Linked DNA regions of Sorghum bicolor: region 2 is linked to region 1. The links are chromatin contacts, called in public HiCAR-type maps. All regions are on one chromosome and are shown on one strand. Each heading gives the region's core, a stretch centred on a gene start, on an enhancer-like site or on the middle of the called end of the contact. The rest is flanking DNA. Distances are from core to core; before and after follow the strand shown. Region 1 holds the start of LOC8062707 (NDR1/HIN1-like protein 1). Region 2 holds the start of LOC8062716 (40S ribosomal protein S4).

The links. HiCAR-type assays count read pairs that join an accessible place to other places.
Region 2: a contact with region 1 is called in a HiCAR-type map of leaf, with 9 times the contacts expected there. The contact joins the promoter of LOC8062716 here to the promoter of LOC8062707 in region 1. A contact is called at or near these places in 2 of 4 Hi-C or Micro-C datasets (both in leaf) and 1 of 1 datasets of contacts at active chromatin or transcription factors (leaf).

Annotation. Positions count from the first base shown.
Region 1 is chr9:45,623,401-45,629,539 of Sorghum_bicolor_NCBIv3, forward strand. LOC8062707 (NDR1/HIN1-like protein 1) reads left to right here and starts at 3,229. Exons shown (of 1, transcript XM_002439624.2): 1 at 3,229-4,392. The coding sequence starts at 3,348. The coding sequence ends at 4,160. LOC8062706 (vegetative cell wall protein gp1) reads left to right here. Exons shown (of 4, transcript XM_021448148.1): 4 at 1-182.
Region 2 is chr9:45,761,603-45,767,741 of Sorghum_bicolor_NCBIv3, forward strand. LOC8062716 (40S ribosomal protein S4) reads left to right here and starts at 2,857. Exons shown (of 5, transcript XM_002439633.2): 1 at 2,857-3,011; 2 at 3,926-4,003; 3 at 4,095-4,275; 4 at 4,370-4,467; 5 at 4,820-5,473. The coding sequence starts at 3,009. The coding sequence ends at 5,251. LOC8062717 (RNA polymerase II transcription factor B subunit 5) reads right to left here. Exons shown (of 2, transcript XM_002440936.2): 2 at 5,292-6,139. The coding sequence ends at 6,023.

The sequences.
Region 1 (6,139 bases), core at 1,979-4,478:
GGCGTCCCAACCCTCGCTGGCATCACACACTGGACCGTCGTCGTGAGCCGCCTTCTGAGTCGTTTTTATGTATTGAACTTGTGAACTTGGAATAATGTGTACTTTTGAACGTGTGATTTGTAATATATTGTGGATTTCATACAAATTTGGTCGTTTGTGATATATAAATGTGGTTTGTGATATATTACCGTTGATTTGTGGTTTATATATATATATATATATATATATATATATATATATATATATATATATATATATATATATATATATATATATATATTCACATGGAAAAGCAAAAAACAAAAAAAAAGATTTTCAGAGTGGCTTCCCCGAGTGTATGGGCTGCAGCACTCGGGGAAGATGGTGGCTTCCCCGAGTGTATGGGCTGCAGCACTCGGGGAAGATGGTGTCTTCCCGAGTGCCTGGGCTGTGGCTCTCGGGGAAGACACCATCTTCCCCGAGTGTCTGGGCTGCGGCTCTCGGGGAAGAGGGTTTCTTCCCCGAGTGTTGCACTCGGGGAAGAATTTTTTTTTTTAAAAAGAAGGAAACGACGCCGGCTGGTCACCAACGGCGTCAATTCTTCTCCGAGTGATAGCACAGCTCTCGGAAAAGCCTTCCCCGAGTGCAAGATTTTTGGCTCTCGGGGAAGACGTCTTTCCCGTGAAGAGATACCCCGGGCAGTCTTTCCTGAGTGTTGCACTCGGGGAAGGCTTCTCCGAGTGCATCTGGGCCTTCCCCGAGTGCATTTGGCACTAGGGGAAGCCAGCGCCTCCCGTAGTGGTGGGGCCCAACCTAGACAACATGTGCATGCACGCTCAGATGAGTGTGTGAGTACAAATGTTGATGCATGTTTCTCGAAGAGGGGGTCAGTCTTCATGCACTGATAGCAAAGAGGCGAACCAGTAGATGGCACAAATTACTCTTAGCCTATACGGTCCACAAGTTTTTTTACCAAAGCCACATAAGAATCACCATGCATGGTGTAAAAGATGTACAACCTAACCTCCAACAAAATATAAAAGAGCACTATTAGGTATATAGGGTGTACAAATGGTGACAACATATAGAATTTTTATATAGCCTAGGGAACACCTGCGCAGGGAAATGTACCAGATTGTCTTTACATTGTCTTTAGGTACATGTAACTTCTGAAGAATAGGTGATGTAAATCTGTGGTGATCAGTAATTGTAAATCGTTCGTGTTGAATAGTAAATTCTGTGCACATAAAGCTATGGTTTCGGACAGGACTATTACCATGGTGCAGATGCTCACAGTAAATTCAGACGGTAAGAGCAGCTATAATTTTTACGTAGCCTACAGAGCACACGTGCACGCATGCAAATCTAGCACATTGGCTAAAGGCGATCTGCATTCTTGCTAACCAACATTTTTTTGTGTGACAATAAACAAGTCCTTGCTATTGTCTCACCTGAGTTTACTTTCCTCCATGCAAAAATTCGGCAGCGGTATAATCTCCTACACATAAAAGGAAAAATAGGAACGATGTAAATCCCCATGGTAAATTCTTATATGCAAAGGACACCAATAGTTGCTTGTATGCATGCTGCATATAAAGTACATCCAAAGTTTTGGATGGTGCTCATCCACTTTTCCATCTGCTCCATTCAATGCATCCACTTGCTTGAGGCTACGTAAAAGGAAAAGGAGCAATGATATAAATTCTCTTGGTAAATTCCTACACGCAAACGACACATATAGTTTTGGACGACGCTGCATGTATGCTGCATGCAAAATGCACCTATAGTTTTAGATGGTGGCTGTATGCATGCTCATTCAATTTTCCTCCTGCTCCATTCAATGCACCCACTTGCTTGAGGCTAACCATGATATGCACAGAGGTACTACTTCATGTGGGTCATGGAAATACCACTTCATCAGGGTCGTGCAACAAGTGAAGGACTCTACTTCATGTGGGTCATGGAGATACCACTTCATATGGGTCCAAGGAGCAAGTGAAGGACTCTAATCTATCCTTCCATAAGTATGACACTGCTTATCTGTCTAGCTTAAAAGATACTTTTGTATAAGTTAATAGCTCTTCATGTGCTGACCCCACAATTAACAGATTCAGGCATCAGTCGCTTTGGGTGTTCGGACATCAGACCCTGGAGAAGCAAGTTCCATCAGGAGCTTGATGTGAATGACGGCGGATAAACGACGAAGAACACAAAATCAAAAACACAGCGGAGACACAAGATTTAACGTGGAAAACCCCTCCAATGCGAAGGGGAAAAACCACGGGCGTCAGCCAGCAAACACTCCTCACTATTATCAAGAGTCGGGTTACAACGCCGTGCGGCGGCTTACAAGATCATATCTTCAGTGGAACCCTAATTTAGGTATATGTACCATACCAAGCCTCCGGCGACGGGCCTCCGCTTCGCTCCGGCAGAAATCGGCCTTTGTAATGTGCAATTAAATTTGGAACATATATATTCAACAGAGCTTACCAAGAAGCTAAGAAACAAGCAAGAGGAGAGCTTGAGGCAACCAGAGAGGCGCTGAGGGGAGCTCAATCCACCATTGCCAACAATGAGGAGGAGCTTGAGGCAACTGGCCGAGCCAGGTTGACGATGGCGCAGGTGTTCCAGCTAGAGGCGCAGTCTGCAGTCGCCGCCATCAACACTGCCTCGCCCTGCGCTTGAGTGCACTCTATGTAACAGCTTTGTAGTGTATATATCCTGCTGCTAGTTTGCAATGGTAGTGTCCATTTCCATGTTGCGGCATTTCTTGGCTTCTTCTGTGAGCACCCTACGAGTCTTCCTACTGTGTCCTGCAGGTCACTCTACATGCTCCTCTGAACAAAAAAACAGCTACATATAGTTTGACTACACAACCTTTGGAGCACTTGAAAGATGTCTGAATTATGAATTTGTGCCCTCGGTTGAATCATTCGCTGGAACAAAGAAATTCGAATTGATCCATGGGCCGTGAAGTATATAGTTTAATTCACACAGAATCACAGTTATATCCTATATTCCCATGGAGTCAAATTAAAAATCACCACATGATCCACAGGTGACTACGGTTTTTCTGCTGTATCTGTTCATTTTCATTTCAGTGGATGGGAAGCTGAACACAGCTGGAGCAGTGCATGGATCCAAACAAAGATTGCCGACCCAGCTCCAAGATTTCGCGGCAAGCGGTGCCTACATACCCTGACGGCTGACGGGCGCGCATGCATGCCGATAAGGGAGCGCACGTCACTCTCTCTCCCTTTCAAAGCCGACTCTTGCCCACACCTTCCACAGTCTGTAGTGTACTCTGTACATACACCACTTGCCCCGAGAGCTCAGAGGTTGTCAAGCCTACGCAAGTGCAGAAGATGGCCGAGCACCACCACCTCCCGCCGGAGCACCCCGACCACCACCACCACAAAGGCGGGAGGAAGGGGGTCTACGCCGACGACGTCAAGCCCGGCTCGCGCGGCCGCTCCCGGTACAGCTACTACTACGGCGGATACGGGGACGGCGGCGGCGGTGGCGCCGTCCGTGCCCTCTGCTTCGCCGTCCTCGTCCTCCTCCTCGCCGTCGGGATCACCCTGCTGGTGCTCTACGTCGTGTACCGCCCGTCCCACCCCACCTTCGCCGTCACCTCGGCCGCCGTCCTAGACCTGTACAACGCCACCGCCAGCACCAACAACAACGCCGCCGCCGCAGGCGCGGCGCCCGCGGCGCTGCTGGCCGCGTCGTTCCAGTTCACGCTGGTCCTCGGCAACCCGAGAGGTCGGTCGGCGGCGCGGTACGACCGGCTGGAGGCGTACGTGGCGTACCACGGGGAGGCCCTGACGGCGCCCACGCCGATGCCCCCGCTGGCGCAGGACGCCGGCACCGCCGTGGCGACGGCGCCCGTGCTGGGAGCAGGCGTCGGGGGCCCGCCCGTGCCCGTGTCGCCCGACGCCGCGGCGGCGCTGGCCACGGACGTGGCCAACGCCGTGCTGCCGCTCCGCGTGGTGCTGCTCGGCCGCGTCCGGTTCGTGCACGGGCCGTTCCACAGAGGGTGGCACTCGCTCTACGCCCGCTGCGACGTCCTCCTCGGCGTACGCAAGATCGGGGGGACCGGCGCCGCCACCGGTGGTGGTGGTGGTGTGCCCCAGGCGCCGATTCTTGGCGACCCCAACTGCAACGTCGACATGTGAATATGTGATCGATCGGATCATCACCTCCTCATCTCGTGTCGTGTGGACGTCTAAGAGCAGAATATATACATACTATAGCAAATCTACCTACGTGCAGATGCGTGAATGTCTCCGTCGTTGCGTATGTGATCTGTATATGCAAAAACAAAATTACATGTACACGCTAGAAACAAATAAGGAGTTTGTAATGTAATGCTTTGATAGCAGTGGTGCTTTGTTGGTCGTGAAATAACAGCAATGGTGTTCAGCTATGTCCGCAGCTTGAGCGGCACTCTGCCGCCGATGTTGGCCAAGAGCAGACGGTGGTTTTTGGAGCTTTCTTTCCCTCCGCTTCCGTGGGAATGTGCGAGTGTCTCCGAGCCGTGCCGGCGCCCGGAGAGAATAAACAGCGGCAGGTGCGCGGCCCACGGTGGAATCGTGTTCAGGCTGGCCGATGGCCCAACCCGGGCACCCATGAAAGAGATTATAAAGGCCCAGCAAACTATCAAGGCCACTCTGCAGCCTGAGCAATTTTTTTAAAAAACAAATTATTAGCAGGAGCAGTGACATATATCATTTAAATAGGAAAGTAAATTGGAGTTTATATTCAAGATCTATGAGCCTCACAATTTAGCATGCAGTACAGAAAGCTAAACTAGTGGAAGCAGCACGTGCATTTTGAGCACTGCAACTTACGGTCGCGCAATGTTGCAAATTGAGCACGTGCATTTTTTTCTTTGAAACGAATGAAGCATGAGAGCTGTAGACTATTTTAAAAAATAGATGAAAGTTGATTGGACAAAAATAAACAGGTACAACTCCAGTTGGTTGGATTGGGACACCAACGTGCACTCAAACCCTGAGTCCCTGACTCAAAGAAGAAAAAAACTACTTGGTCGGTCGGAATAGGACGTTGACACAAGCCGCTACTCGAACAACGCACGCTTCACTGCCACCAAACCACCATGAAACTGGCACTACACTGCACCGCCACCCTTAAAAGACAAAGCCGTCAAGATGAAAATACCTTCGTCACTGTTTGCGCCGTTGCGGAGTAGCCAACTGCTAAGCAAGGCTAGCCGCTCTATTATGCTACAAGTCGAGTAGCCCTTCTAAAATTAGATCTCCTTGCACGGTCTCTTAAGATGTTGTCCCACACTGGAGTAGCCACTGTAAAGTAGAGCTACCCGCCGCAAGCCGCTGCAAGCTACCAAACTAATGCGGGAGAGGTGCCTCAGGCGCACACCAAGCCGACCCCACCCATCGAGATCCACACGCACACCACAGCTTCTAGTAGCCTAGTTGTCTCGTCGAAGTTAGAAGTGCCACACATGCCTTTCGGCTATTGGTCAGAAGCCTCCTTGCTGAAACAGTCGTAGCTGAGCGGGATCGCTTGCTGCCACACCATGCAGGTCACCTTGTCAACACAAGTCTGTTGGCTGCCACTCCCATGTTAGCCTCTTCGCTAACTCTGTGGGCGTCTCCTACACTAGCATCCTCGCCAACTTCCTGGTCACAACTCACCAAACTACCAAACAGATGTGAAACATTTCATTTGTTGAGCCAAGTGCTTTCTTTCGGACCATCTTCCGCCACAGTGGGCACCAGAAACTTGAATCTTCAGCTAGGCCTCTAGCTTGCTCACCACGATGGTGGCGGCCAGCACAAACTGGCAAGCATGAGCTTCTAAGGAGAAACCCAATGCCATCAGCGCCTAACCACAAGGTTAAAGTTTTACACCTAGAAAGAGCACGCCACGCAAAGGAGAGAAGACCGATCAATGGATGCTTCCATGGAAGAAAACGACGTATGTTGATATTTCTAATATGATTACAAATAAGAAATTCAAACCATATCTTAGTAAAGAAATATTCAGGACATCTCTTAGCATTGCTTAAGTCAGGTTGTCATCCCCAACACAATACCAAAAGATGTGGGTGTACTTATGACCATGGCACTATAGAAAATGAATGAAGGTTATCGGCAAGCGCACAGATAAA
Region 2 (6,139 bases), core at 1,607-4,106, 140 kb after region 1:
TAACCACATTTTCGCTAAAAATTTTGCATGGTGTTTAATTCTATTTTGCAAAATGATGGATCAAAACCTAAACTTTTTTTGGGAAAAAGGGGGTTTCCCATAGAATCCAAAATGCAAAATGCCAACTACTTTGGAGTGATGAAATGTAAAATGCCAAAATTTTTAAGGTCATAGTTTCATCCAAAATGCAGAATTTATTGTCTTCATGAAGCCTCTTGAGGCTCATTTTGGGTTTTTTTGACCTCTTGAGGCCAAAATCCAAAATAGAGAATAACTACCTTTTTTGTCAAAAATTTTGCATGATGTTTAGTTCTATTTTGCAAAATGATAGACTCAAACCTAAATTTTTTGAAAAAAATAGGAATTAAACACCCCCTTAGCTGTATGGCTTAGACCCCAATCAGGCTTGTTGGATGTAACCTAGTCTTTGCAAAAGCAGAGGGATCGTGGCCGACTCACTGACCTTTCGGCAGAGTGTCTCAAAGAGGTAACGCTAGCTATCATATCAGAATAAGAATGAGGTAACTGTATTCGAGTTAAATCAGACAATCAAACATGATTCAAACAATTCAGACTTTAGCTAAGACAAGTAAACCAAATGATATTCTCTTGTATAGGGAGAATTAGCCTTGGAGTTGTCCTAGCTTAATTAGCTGCCTAATAGGTCAGATCGAAAACGTAAGCCAAACACAACCATAATTACTCCACCATTTCTTCCTTTCTCACTCGACCCAATATTTACTTCATTTTCCCTCCAATTTAGGAAATTAATTTTATGTTAATTTCTTTTCTTTCTGGCCTATTGTTTTCTTTGGAGGAACGTCTCTTTTTTTTTTTGATAGATAAAGCCATATGCGGTTCGATTCATTAGGGCCCAGACTATTCACCTAAAAACTGGACTAGCTTACTTGTGAATTCTCGTGCTGGTTTTGCTAGGTTATCATACGCCGAGTATGTGAATTTAGCTACTGGAAAATAAAGAAATTGACTCTTCAAAATAATCTAATCACTTAAAATCATTGCTTACGGTTTACTGCATATGAATGGAATAAACTCTTTCATGCTTTGCGTTGCTGATGAATAATTCTATCCCTAATATATAGTTATAAAAATTTCAGTCTTCCCTTATTATTCTGTCTGTCAATCTTCGAAATCGGCCCGCTGTTCGTCAATCTTCGGAGTCGGCCCGTCCCGTGCTTCAACGCTCGTGGAAGAGTAAAAAGAGAATAGAAGTTTTTCTAGGGTTCTCAATGCAAAATCTCCTAATATATTAACAATTATTGACAATACACATCAGAGCATGTTGAGAATAAGAAAAGTATAGGGGCCTAGGTGCAAAGTGTTTGTCCTATTAGTTTACTTTTCTTTTATTCTTTAAATCGGCTGAAAATTAACAAATGCATAGTAATTCATAGAAAAAATTAAAAATTACAAAACAAATTTTGTTCAGCTCCACATATGTAGATCCATGCAATAAACAAAAAATATCATAAATTTTAGTATTTTTTTTTGCTGTAGATGCTTGCCTATGCTTTTTAGTGTAAAATTGAAATTGTAGTTATCTTGCTCCAATTATCATGACAATTTTATAGTAGCCTATTTAATGTGATGCTTGATTTGTGGTAAAAGTTTTAACACCATTTCTGCATATCTCACTGATTTACTAATTTACCTAGATTTATGCTTGCTAAATAGTTTACAATGTAAAAATAAAAAAGGATGCTTCCACTACATTTTGCACAATGTGTTCTTATGTCATATGAACACTTTATAAGTCTATGTTTTCATAATCTACATACATTTAAATCGGCTTAAATTTGATAAATGCGTAGTAATTCATAGAAAATTTAAAAATTACAAAATAAAATTTGTTCAGCTCCACATATGTAGATCCATGCAGTAAATAAAAAATATCACAAATTTTAGTACTTTTTTTGCTGGAGATGCTTGCCTATGCTTTTCAATGTAAAATTAAAATTGTAGTTATCTTGCTCCAATTATTATGAAAATTTTATGGTAGGCTATTTAATATGATGCTTGATTTGTGGCAAAAGTTTTAGCACCATTCCTGCATATCTCACTAATTTACTAATTTACCTAGATTTATGCTTGCTAAATAGTTTACAATCAATTTAAGTATGTAAAAATAAAAAAAATGCTTCCACTACCTTTGCACGATGTGTTGTTATGTCATATGAACACTTTATAAGCCCATGTGTTCATAATCTACATACATTTAACTGATATATCATATTTCATAGGAATCCCGATCTAAATAAAAAATAAAGCTAGCAACAAACTTCTCATGTTTTAATATAATACTAATGTATATTAAGAGATAATATTAGAGTAAGATAAGGTTTGCCTAATTTCTATTTTTATTATTAAATAAATATGTCTCTAAGATACATATTATTATAAATATTAACTATCTAATACCATAGATGTCATGGTTATCAATAAAATAAATTGTGGACTTTAAATTTTATAAAAAATATAAATATAAATAGATATGCAATATTATGTCATCACTTTCTATAGTCATTTGATGTTTTTCTCCCATTACAACGCACGAAGTTGAGGATTGTTTTTTCTAGAGATAGAGAATAAGAATTGAGGATTAGAAAAACGAAAAGAAAAAGAAAACCACATGATACACGTGGGCCTTCTCGGCCTTCTTGGCCCGTATAATTTGGTGTCAAGCCCATCCGCACGCCCAGTATGCATGCAGTCCCTTGTCCTTTTTTTTTGGGAGTCCTTCCGAAATCCTCACTTGTGTTGGCCCGCTCCAACCCAGAGCCCAAAAGCTCCACAACACAGATCTGCGCCGTTAACGCCACATCAGACGGCCACTAGCACAGGCTCGGGCAATAAAGAGGTCTCATTCCCACTCCGCCGTCGCATTTCCTAGGGTTTAGCACCTTCGCACACCCGCGCAGCGAGCTCGCCCCGCCGCCGCCATCTTTCGTCCGCTCGTGCCCGCGAAGGAGCCGTAGGCACCGAGCAAGATGGTAAGATTGCGGAAGCCTTTGCGTTCTACACTATTGTTATGTACTTGTTTCCATCGGTTTTTTGTTCTCTGATTTTTTTTCGGGGTAGTTGTTTTCCCCTTCGGTTCACCGTTTACTATATGATCGGTTCTTGATTCGATTCAGCGAGTCGCCGGGTAACCTTAGGAATGTGTGCATTGTATTGTCCGTTGCCTGTTATGATTACCTGTTCCGAGTTCTTGATTCATCGTTTGTGTAGTGTTCGTTAGGTCACGCGTTTGGCTTATATTTGCTCTGTGGACAGAGTCCATTCAGATTGGATCTATATATGTTTGATGTATCATGGCTAGTTAGATATGTAGATGAGATTGCTTCCTGTGATGTTTGATGTATCATGGCTAGTTAGATATGTAGATGAGATTGCTTCCTTTGTTTTAGTGCTTCTCCATAGATCTTATGATGCGATGGCAATAATTTTCTCTTTTAATGTAGTTATTTTTTCTAATTTTAGTTGAATTATACTATGGGTTGAGCAGTGATTAGTCTAGGTGTGATCGGATTCTGTTACCGGCATCATGATGGAGCTGTAGAGAAACAGAATGGTAGGGCAAGCTTTTGTTTTACAAAATATAATTTGATTGTCAATTTCAGCCAATTCTGTTTGGTTAGTCCACTAGTATCAGCCAATTCTGTTGTGGAGTATTAGGAATTGTTTTTCTTGTCCTGTCGAAACCAATTCTCATTTAGTGCTGTGGTTATGCTATTTGCTTTTTCTTCGGCCATTATGTCCCAAGATGTTCAAGGAGTTTAAAACAATTTGTCTTTGTTCATAATTTGCTATTTTTGTTTCTGCATATAATCAGTGTTAGCTTTATTCAACATCATCTTATGGCTTGTAGAGTTTTGTTAATTTCCCTGTTGTTAACACTTAACAGGCGAGGGGTTTGAAGAAACATCTGAAGAGGCTCAATGCTCCGAAGCATTGGATGCTTGACAAGCTTGGTGGAGCATTTGTATGTTTGTCTTAGACTTGTAATATGATGTTCAATTACTTACCAGATACTGGTTCCTCTGTGCTCATTCGTGTTTTTTTCTGTTGAGCAGGCACCCAAGCCTTCATCTGGTCCCCACAAAGCCAGGGAGTGCTTGCCTTTGATCCTCATCCTCAGGAACAGGTTGAAGTATGCCCTGACCTACCGTGAAGTCATTTCAATCTTGATGCAGCGACTTGTTATGGTTGATGGAAAGGTCAGGACTGATAAGACATATCCATCTGGATTCATGGGTAGGTTGCGTGCCAGATGTTATTTTGGGCATATGTCTATTATCATGGCTATTGCAAGTTACAGATTAAATTATTGTTTACCTGAATCCTGCAGATGTTGTGTCAATTCCGAAGACTGGGGAAAATTTCCGCCTTCTCTATGATACCAAGGGACGCTTCCGTCTCCACAGTATCAGGGATGATGAGGCCAAGGTAATGCATCACAGCTTCCAATAGAAGTATTCTTTTTTTCCCTGCTTTTGATGGTCTGTGCTGTCACTGTTTATCTATACCTACGAAATGATGCGATTATTTTGTTGCTTTTAACCAAGTAACTGTGGTAAGACATCCAATTTGTATGTGTTTTCATGTGTGCAAGGATTTTTATCTGAAATTAATAGCTTCCCTGCAGCTTATGTTTGTGTAATGGAGCAAATATGGCGCCCCTTTGTGCCAATGTAGTTTCTCCATGTTTGTTTGTAGTTTGATTCCTGAAATATTATTTTTCCTTTAGTCCATTGCAAAATTTGCTTAATGTCATCTAATGATGGGAACTGTTGTGCAGTTCAAGATGTGCAAGGTGCGGTCTGTGCAATTTGGGCAGAAGGGCATCCCTTTCCTGAACACCTATGATGGCCGCACAATACGCTACCCAGACCCCCTCATCAAGGCCAACGACACCATCAAGATCGACCTGGAGACCAACAAAATTGTTGACTTCATCAAGTTTGATGTTGGGAATGTCGTGATGGTGACTGGTGGAAGGAACACTGGGCGTGTTGGGGTGATAAAGAGCAGGGAGAAGCATAAGGGCAGCTTCGAGACCATCCACGTTGAGGATTCCCTTGGCCACCAGTTTGCCACCCGCATGGGCAATGTGTTCACCATTGGCAAGGACAAGAAACCGTGGGTGTCTCTTCCCAAGGGCAAGGGTATCAAGCTTAGCATCATTGAGGAGGCAAGGAAGCGCAATGCTGAGGCTGCTGCTGAGGCTTGATTCTCACAACTTAGCTACAGATAAACCATTGCTGTAAGCATTTTCCATAGGTGCAGACATGAGACTAATGGTACACTAGTGTTATCATGGAGCTGTTTTGAACACCGAAGCTGCTGGTTCACATTTCTTTTTTTCCCCCCTTTGTGATTTGGATACTATATTTATCATGAGTTTTCGTTTATTGAGCAAATGAAACATTACAAGTTTGGCGACCTTTGTTCACTTGTTATGATGCTATTCTACTTGTTCTGCTCCCTGAAGCACCTCCATCCATGTTAGGTTTAGCCCTGTAGTACATGTGTGGCTTGTTTATCTGCTATATACATGTTTGTGTTTCATTTGATGATAGCATTGGTGCAGAGCTTTAGTGTGGACTAGCAGATTCTTTTTGAAACTGAATAATTTCCAGCTATATTTTTCCAACGGAAACATTAGCATGTTGGCCACACGATAGACTGTAGTTCTGTGCCATTCTGCCCCCAACTGAATACTCATAAACAATTCAACACACGCAAAGTAATAATGCATAAAAGCTTCACCAAAGAGTCTGGGGACGCAACAATTTACAAATCAAAGTGATGCATAAAAGCTTCACCAAAGAGTCTGGGGACGCAACAATTCACAGGCTCCCAGCATATATATAATATAATACAATATGCAAATAGATCATCTCGAGGGGAGGGGGATGGAGGATGCCATCCATCTATTCCTGACATGAGCCAGTATCTCCAAATGGTCGGTGACAACGGAAATGCACGGTAGGGTGATGCTTTACTGAGGTTTCTCATAGCTGTTCTGATCCCAGAACTCTGCTATCTTGCTTCTGATCATCTCTGCCACATGAGGCTGAACAAACATGTGTGTGGGATCAAGCATGTGCACGATGAA